2 separate regions of the Sus scrofa genome follow, and region 1 is linked to region 2. A link is a contact called in public Hi-C data. All regions are on one chromosome and are shown on one strand. The core of a region is the stretch at or near the end of the contact, and the rest is flanking DNA. Distances in the headings are between cores, read along the strand shown.

Evidence for each region. A called contact is a pair of places that touch in the nucleus more often than the background predicts.
Region 1: a contact with region 2 is called in a Hi-C map of embryonic fibroblasts, with 2.0 times the contacts expected there. The contact joins the promoter of AK9 here to the promoter of AFG1L in region 2. A contact is called at or near these places in 1 of 5 promoter capture datasets (liver) and 1 of 47 Hi-C or Micro-C datasets (embryonic fibroblasts).

The regions. Positions count from the first base shown.
Region 1 is chr1:75,690,925-75,695,457 of Sscrofa11.1, forward strand. It overlaps AK9 (adenylate kinase 9), which reads right to left and starts at 2,491. Exons shown (of 40, transcript XM_021091050.1): 1 at 2,390-2,491. FIG4 (FIG4 phosphoinositide 5-phosphatase) reads left to right here and starts at 3,304. Exons shown (of 23, transcript NM_001243250.1): 1 at 3,304-3,538. The coding sequence starts at 3,473.
Region 2 is chr1:74,364,321-74,369,057 of Sscrofa11.1, forward strand. It overlaps AFG1L (lactation elevated protein 1), which reads left to right and starts at 3,101. Exons shown (of 14, transcript XR_002343776.1): 1 at 3,101-3,455.

The sequences.
Region 1 (4,533 bases), core at 1,241-3,740, 1.3 Mb after region 2:
CCTGGCCATGGGCCATCCGGTGACAGTACATATGGAAGTGCCCACATGAGTTGGGTTTGTCAGACAGATCAAGTCCTCAAGCTGGGCAGACACAACAGCAACCCATTGAATGATAAAAATGGAACCCAGGGATCAGGCCAAATAAATATCATAAGCAAGCAGTCTAGACCCACATGTCACCGATCTCTTGTTCATCAGTGTCTCTTAGCTCACACCTCATTTGGAATCCCTTAGGAATAGCTGATTAAAAAATGATAAAAATCATGTATGGGAGTTCCCATCGTGGCTCAGTGGTTAACGAATCTGACTAGGAACCATGAGGTTGCAGGTTTGATCCCTGGCCTTGCTCAGTGGATTAAGGATCTGGCACTGCCATGAGCTGTGGTGTAGGTCACAGATGAGGCTCGGATCCTGCGTTGCTATGTCTGTGGTGTAGGCTCCAATTAGACCCCTAGCCTGGGAACCTACAAATGCTGCGAGAGCGGCCCTAAAAAGACAAAAAAAAAAATCATGTATGAAACATGATATATTGGTGCAAGCTGTAAATGGAATGCTTTTGGACTTTAGTCCCACTCAGGAGTAGTCCTGAGAGGTGGTGATTAGGGGAAATCCTCCTGGTAGGCAGAGCTTTAAGCAATATTCCTAGGTCCTTAATTTGGAGAGTGATGCTGAATGGCTTGGTCCAGAGCCTGGAAGGAGTGAGACTGGATCATAAGAGAAAAAGGGTTCTGGGGAAGAAGCGTGTGCATGGGGCTATGAGAGTGGTGTAACAAGCAGAATCTATGATGACCTCTAATGAGTCACGTCCTTGATAAGGAGTTACTGCCCTGGAAAGTAGAGGTAGAGCTGCTGCTACCTAATTAGGAGCAGGGAGATGTAGGTCTTTTTGCGCATCCTTTTGTTTTAGAAACTGGGACCAGAAACTGCCTTGAAGAACCAGTGACAGGATGCTGTCAACTTAATGTGGAGGGAGCGCAATGGGTATGAGTGGGGCAAAGCTTGGAATGTTGCAGATGTTATTAGTACCCTAACCCTATCCATTTGACACCAACCTTTTCCACAGATGACCAGCCCGGCTTCCAACTGGTGGCTTGTGGTTCTTTGTTTAAGGGCCCTTTCTGGCTGCCAGACCTTGTTCTGCCTGAGTTATACAGCAGACTGTATAACTGTATAAGAATTAATATTCTTCCATAGCAAGACTCAACCTATAACTGATGGGAATTGGTGAATAAATACCCCAGCTCTCTTTCCCCTTAAAAGGGAATAACTGAGACATACATCCAAGAATTCCTCAGAGAATTCAGCTAACAGAGAAATTTGCTTAATAATATTCCCTTTATTCCCTTTATTAGCTTCCTTCCCTTTGTGGCTGTTGTTTTGCTAGATTATTGCCCATATAAACTATTTGTCCTCAAGTTTTGTCTCAGGATCTGCTTCTGGATGAACAAAACTAACACCAGTTTCAAATGGAATATAGTAATATAATAATTGAAAACTAAATATTGGAAAACTGGAATTCTACAGATATTTTGAGTTATCCTGAATAAAAATGTGCAAATATTTAACTCATGTTCAGAAGAGTTGCTTTCCATTATGTAATGGAACAGAACTAAGTATTTTTCCCAGGTAAAAGATCCAAGTCAATGCAAAGTGCCAGTGCTGAGATGGCCATCTTTCTAGTTTTTTGTTTTTGTTTTTGTTGTTCTTGTTTCTTTTGTCTTTTTGGGGCTGCACCCATAGCATATGGAGGTTCCCAGGCTAGGGGTAGAATAGGAGCTGTAGCGGCTGGCCTACACCTCAGCCATAGCAACGCCAGATCCTTAACCCACTGAGCAGGCCAGGGATCGAATCTGCAACCAGTTACTAGTCGGGTTCGTTAACCACTGAGCCACAAAGGGAACTTCGCCATCTTTCTAGTTCTTAATAAAACCCAAAATTTCATACCAAACTATGAAAGAAAGTTTAAAATAAATATTAATTTAAAAATTTTGCAATTTCTTGATTTTGAATTTACAATATAATCCCCAATGCCACATTATGTTTATACTACAATTGAATACAAAAATTCTTAAATTTCCTTACATTTTTAGCAGTTGAAAAAATCCTCTAGCAGTGGGCTCTGCAGTTAACAAGGGACCCATTTCCTGGGAAACCTAGCACTTTTGCCATTCCAGTACATCTTACATCTCACAGTTGGTACCCAGTGAATACCTGTGGAATGAAAACGATGTTCGTTGAAAGGAGGAGTGAGGTTCAAAAGCGGAATTTACGGAGATCTCGAAGTTTAATTTTGCAAGGAAAGGAACTGGTCTGGGCTCCCCGCAGGAGATGGTGGGATTTCATTCGCTACGGAAATGGATCCGAGCGGTGGACTCTGACTCCTACATACCTATTCGTAGCAGACCCCACCGGCTGGCTGCAGTCCTCTCCAGGGACTCTGGGATCTGTTGAGCGGTTGCCAAGGGAACCCAGCTTGGTGCAAAGTGTCGAGCCTCTTGGGGGCGGGGCCTCGGAAGGTGGGGCTGTAATTTACTGATTTACTTTAAATACTCACTTTCGTACCTTTGTATTCAAAATTTTAATACACTCCTTTTCACAAATATGGAAGCTGATGATCAAAGAGAGTACATGCGTTGTTTACTTATGTTCACTCACATCTCGTGTAAGAAAACTTCTTTTAACGCAGAACTCCAAAGCCAGTACTACACTACGTTGTATTACACTACACTCGACAGTCTTTTTTTAGAATTTACAGATGGTTAGCCTCCTGCACAAATAAGTGGCAAGCTTGGAAATTTCCAACTTTAAGCGATTATAAAACACTAATTGAACCACACACCCTCTGGATACCATGGATTTAGTTGATTCTTCTAAGGGTAAAAGAGACACACAGCGACAGAAGGGGAAAAACACCTATGCTTAGTGCAGGACCGTCACAGAGTAGGTTTTCAGGAAAGGGCAGAAGTAGGCAGAGAAAAAACAGACAAACTTGGGAATGGATCTATCTGCAAGTCGGAGAGCCAATTCAAAAGAAGTAATCCAGTCCCAAATCGTCCACTTTTGCAAAGAGAAGGACCAGAAAAAGGTGAGATTTAACTAAACTGGCAGTGCCCTTTTCTCCGCCCACTTTTCCTCGTTCCCATACCAAAGATGGCGTTCTTTGCTTCCTCCTTCGCAGTACGCAGGCTCTGGAAACCTCTACCCCACTTCTCTATGGTTCTTCCTCCAGTCCCGCCCACGCGGTAGCTGGGGTGGGGTTTGCCTGGAGGTGGGGCCTACGGATCCGGAAACACCTGAACCTTAGTAGCTGATCATCTATGTATTTCGTGCCGATGCAGTGTTTTTACCTGCGGAACTTGGCATCTTGGATCTGAGGCGTCTTCTCTCCGGGTTTCTTGGGGGCAGTTCCGAGGCTGCTGCAACCAAGGCTGTGGCCTAGTGCCTGTTGGGGCGCGCCCCCGTTTGCTCGGCCATGCCCGCGGCCGCCGCCCCCATAATCAGCTTGGTCCAAAAGCTGGTTCTGTACGAGACTAGAGCTGTGAGTACCCAGCCCAGTGGGGTGCGGGGAGGACAGCGGCCGAGTAGGTGTGGGGCGGTGGGGCAGAGCAGCAGCCCGCCCCATCTTCCCTCTGTTCCCTAATTCGAGTCCTGGGGAATGCGCCCGAGGGGGCTTCGCCCTGTTATGGCACCCGGGACACTGTAGCTTTTGCAGCACCACTTAAAAGCCAAGGTTGGAACACCCTGGCAGCAAGTGTTTGTGATATCTCAAAAACTGTTCATGAAGTTCTGTACGAGTTACTGAATTCTTTTCAACTTTGGGAAAGTCTTGGAGTTCTCCGGTTCACTAGTTATAGTACAAGTAGGGGTTAGAAAAATATTCTCGACCTGTGAATCGGTAACTTTTCTGTTTTCCTATGCCGTGGCGTCGCAGTGATTGATAATAATTATGTATGCTTTTATTGCTGACATTTTTGGTTCTCTTTATTTGAAGGGAAAGAAAACTTTGTTGATTTGTTTGGATAGAATTCTTTTGCTTTTCATTTTACTTTTTTCCTACACAGTTTTATTTTGTTCTGTTTTATTTCTTCAAATCACCATGTAAATAGTTACTGGTAGAATTAGCAGATCCAGGTTTTTGTTTGTTCGTTTGTCTTTTGTATGGCTGCACCTGTGGCATATGGAAGTTCCTGGGCCAGTGGTTGAATAGGAGCTGCAGCTGTGGCTTATGCCACAGCCACCGCAACACTAGATACCAGCGGCACCTGCGACTTACTCCGCAGCTTGCAGCAGTGCAGGATCCTTAACCCACTGAGTGAGGCTAGGGATGGAACCCAAATCCTCACAGAGATAACTGTAGGGTCCCTAACTTACTGAGTCACAATTGGAACTCCCAAGCAGATAGGTTTTTATGTTTACGTTACTAGTTCCCTAAAATTTAATGAATGGTGCTTGAAGTATGTACTTTGTCATCTCTGTGGCTAGAAAATAAAGTATAGCTTTTCTAAACTGGGGTATCATTGATATTAGGGTCTG
Region 2 (4,737 bases), core at 1,851-4,350:
GATAATAAGCTAATAAATTAGTAAAATATGTATGGTGATGTTGGTAAGAGTTATGGAGAAAATAAGCTGGGAAGGAGAAAGTTTGGTAGTGAGGTAGTCAGGGAAGCCCTTAACAGACAAAGTGTCATAAGGACATGAGGACACAGGAAGTGAACCACACACATATCTTGGAGGAGAGCATTCCAGGCAGAAGGCACAAGAAACACAAACACAAACACTTTGGTGTGGGAAAAAGGCTTGTGAGTTCCAGGAACTCACATATGATAGTATGTTTTCCATCATCCACTTTCTTTACCCTGTTCTTCATTGTTTTGTTTGTCCTCTGGTTACTTTCAGTCTGGGTTTGCCCTTGAGATTAGATTCCAGAACTACATGACACTTCTCTAAGGAGTTCTTTAGTGAGGAAAAGGTAATGCTTTCTGATTTTCTGATTTACCTCTATTAATTTTTCTGATAATGTTCAAAATTCCTTTTAGAGTTTTTTGTTTGTTTGTTTAGCAATTGCAGGAACAGCAGAAGCATGGGATTGATGTTTTAGTAAAATAGTTTACAATGGCTACTTAATTAGTCTTCAGGTCATAATGAGTTCTCTTGAATACAATAAATGTAATCTAAGAAGTTATTTCCAAGTTATCTCATACTTGTGCACAATAAAGTTCATTTGCCATGTTTCTGTCCATTTGCACGGTTGGTCGAAAGTTTCCTGTAGATCTTCCAACTTGGCATTAAACTATCCATGAGTTCTTATTTCACTTTCATAATTATTAAGCTATTGGAATCTCTAATAAGAGATACTTTCATTGACCAAGGCAAGCAGTTGTTTTCCCAGAGCAAACAAAATGATATCTAGACACTTTCTGAAAGTCTTGAGGGTGACAAATATTTAAATCAAGGAAGAAATAGTCTGATTTTTTCAAAAGGTCTTTCACCAAGTGCCATACCAATAATTAGTAACATTAAATGAAACAGCATGAAGGAATAGTTTGTCATGTCAGCAATGACATTAAAGATAGAAAAAAATAGTGTGAATTGACATTTTGGAAGACACAATCAAAATAATTTTTCTATAAATGATTTGACAGAGTCAGTAAAGAAGTCTCCAAATTATTTATCCTGTTATGTTCTCTTTTCCTGTTTCTTTGGACACTTCTATTGTAGACCAACTAACTACCTAAATTCCTGGAATTCTTTCTAATGTCTTTTTATTTAGTTTTCATACAACTGAAACTTTCTCTTTTCCTGTAATCCAGATTTTCTTGCTTGCATGCCTGTCTGCCTGCCTTAGTTCACTCTGTTTTCTATTTTTGGAAGGTCTTCATTTCCTGTTAAAAGTAAAGCTTCTAGAAGGCTTTCCTGATTTCCCAGCCAAAGTGCTCTTTCATTGATTCAACAACATCTGGTAGAATCTTTTATCGATTCCTTTGTCCCTCCTACAGGATTGCCTGCTTCTTTTGGATAGCACTTTGTTAACCCTATATACTCCAAATATTTTTTGTTTAATCAAATTAGGGAAGATCACTTAGATATTCCTCTTTGGATACATGGTCTCAAGGCCATTCAGTCCAGTGGTTCACTGGCTTTCCCACGCTACACAAGTTCTTTCTAAACATCTGAGTTTATTCCACATTGAAAATTATTTACATTACAGAAAACAAAGGTGATAGCACTTTTCAGGTACTCTGCCAAAGATGAGCTGGACACTGGAGGCAAACTGGGGCTACCACTTAGGGATGTAACCAATATTTTGTTAAAATATGAGGGCCCAATGGATCCTCCACTTTTTATTTTGATTGTTTTTTTAGGTTTATTGAACTATAGTTAATTTATAAGACTGTGATAATTTCTGCTGTACAACAAAGTGATCCAGTCACGCATATACATAGATTCATTCTCTCTCGGATTCTTTTTCCACATAGATTATCACAGAATACTGGGTAGAGTTCTCTGTGCTATATAGCAGGTCCCCATTGGCCAGTCCTTCCATATACCTCAGTGCGCATATGCCAATCCCAAATTCCTAGTCCATCCCTCCCACTCCTCAACCTGTCCCCTTTGGTAATCATAAGTTTTTCAAAGTCTGTGAGACCGTTTCTGCTCTGCAAATAAGTTCATTTGTACCTCCCCCCCTTTATTTAAGATTCCACATAAAGGTGATTTCATATGATGTTTGCCTTTCACTGTATGGCTTAGAACGATAGTTTCTGTGTCCATCCATGTTGCTGTAAATGGCATTATTTTGTTCTTTTTTTTATGGCTGAGTAATATTCCATTGCATATATGTACCAAATCTTCTTTATTCATTCCTCTGTTGATGGACATTTAGGTTGCTTCCATGTCTGGCTATTGTAATAGTGCTGCAATAAATATTGGGGTGCATTTATCTTTTCAAATTATGGTTTTCTCTTGATAGATGCCCAGGAGTGGGATTGCTGGATCATATGGTAGTTCTATTTTTTGTTTTTTGAGTAACCTCCATACTGTTTTCCATAGTGGTTACATGAGTGTACATTCCCATCAACAGTGTAAAAGGATTCCTTTTTCTCTACACCCTCTCCAGCATTTATTATTTGTAAACTTTTTGATAATGGCCATTCTGGCTAGTGTAAGGTGGTACCTCATTGTAGTTTTGATTTGCATTTCTCTAATAATTAGTGATGTTGAGCATCTTGTCATGTGTTTTTTGGCCATCTGTATGTCTCATTTGGAGAAATGTCTATTTACATTTGCCCATTTTTTTGACCGGGTTGTTTTGGATTTTTGATATTGAGCTGCGGGAGGTGTTTATATATTTCAGAGATTAATCCCTTATCAGTTGTTTCATTAGCAAATATTTTCTCCCATTCTGTGGGTTGTCTCTTTGTTTTGTTTATGGTTTCCTTTGCTGTGCAAAAACTTACATTTTATTTAGGTTTTGGAGTCTCAGTCAGGTATGCTAACCTAAAAGGCTCAGGGGGGGTTACTTTACACGTCGTAATCCCGTTCCAATTCCTTGAAAGTGTTGTGGAATCCTCGGCTGCCTTCGCTGGGCGGAGAAGTGCCCCTCCCCCCAAGCCCAGAGCTGCCTGCCCCGCACCGCCTTCGGCGCCACCGCACTGCATGCTGGGAGTCGTAGTTGCAAGTGTCTGCTCTGGAAGAGAGATCAGAGGGCATGGGAGTCAGCCCGCCCCCTAGCTACTTGAGCTTGCGTTTTTTCCGCTTCTCTCTTTCGTTCTCTCACGGGCGGAGCCTTCTGTGAGCACTGCAGGATTTGTCGGTGCTACCGTCTTTCTTCTGGGTTTCAATAAAGTTTTCCTTTTGCTCCCCTTGTACGGAGCTCAAGATGGCGGCCTCCTGGTCGCCCTTGGTTACCCTCCGCTTAGCGCAGAGCCGGTTGAGAGGGAGATGTGTTGGGTGCAGGGCCTGGGCCGCTGCTCTCGCCCCTCCGGCCACCGCCCCTGGAAACTCTCTCTGTAAAGGTCAGTGACTGTGCCTGGAGTAGGCCGAGCCGACTGCATAGGACCGGGGCAGTCACCCTCACTCCTCGAGCTGCCCGAGCGCCTACTTGGTTCATAATTTTCGAGAGGTTTTCTCGAGAGGAGTTTCATGCTCTCTTGCATTTTCTGTTACAGTCTGCTGATGAAGGAGCCCTGGGCACTGAGGGAGGTGGCTGAGAGTGACCTTCATTTTGAGGGTTCAGAGGTCGACTCAGGGTTCGTTCCCTCCCACATGTTAGAAAGTTGAGACCTTGTAAGCCCAAGTGGGGGAGTACCTGGCTTGAAAGGATGCCAAGTGTCAGGTTAAGGCCTGGGGACTCTTCATCCTGCGCCTTTCCTGTTGACCTGGGACTGTACCTAAAAGCCAAGCCTCTGACGCTTGCAGGCCCTTTTGGCTCTCTGGCTTCTGGGAGTGCAAGTGTCCGAGCATTCCCAGACTGAGAGATTGATTCTTTTTGTTCTTTTCAAATTACTAGAGGCTTCAGCAAGGTCACTTTGTCACCAGGCTTGCTTCATATATTCATTCATTCATTCAAATTGTTACGTGTTTCCAAATGAATGAACCTATATTTTGAGTAATCAAGCCCACAGGAGTGATAATTTTACTGCTCTATTCATATACTCCCACTAAATCAGGGCTACTCAATGGCAAGGACCAGGTGTCATTGGTTCTTCAGCACTTAGCACAGTGTTTGGTGCCTGATGGGCAGATATGTTTTTGAACGAATAACATTATTCTTATTGCTCACTCATCCAAATTCTTGAACGCTTTCCTTTTTTTAAATTTTTTTTAAATCTTCAGGCATCCCTCCCCATACATCTTAAAATGATTCGCATTGGCTAATTTAGCTAAAACTATCAGTCTTTGATTGTTATAGTCGATAAAGTTGAAATTGATGCTAGAACTGTGACTACAGGTTTTTCTGCAAAGTTTAGTGTAATCCACTTATATAATGGAATATTTTGGTAGCATGAGATTTCCATCATAATATAAACTATTGTTAAATTTTGAACTAGACAATTCAAGCAAATGCTACAAAATTCAAAAGGGAAAAGAAAGAATATGGTAAAGCGTTGACTTTTTTCCACTCCTATTCCATAGTCACTCAGTTTGCCTTTCCAGAGGCAACTCCTAATACTTGTTTCTTATGTATTTTTCCAGAGACATTCTGTTTATATACAATCATATGTTTATAAATATGTGTATTAAAAAGTAGAAGTGGTAATATACACGCTGTTCTGGTCCTTTTTTTTTTTTTTTTTT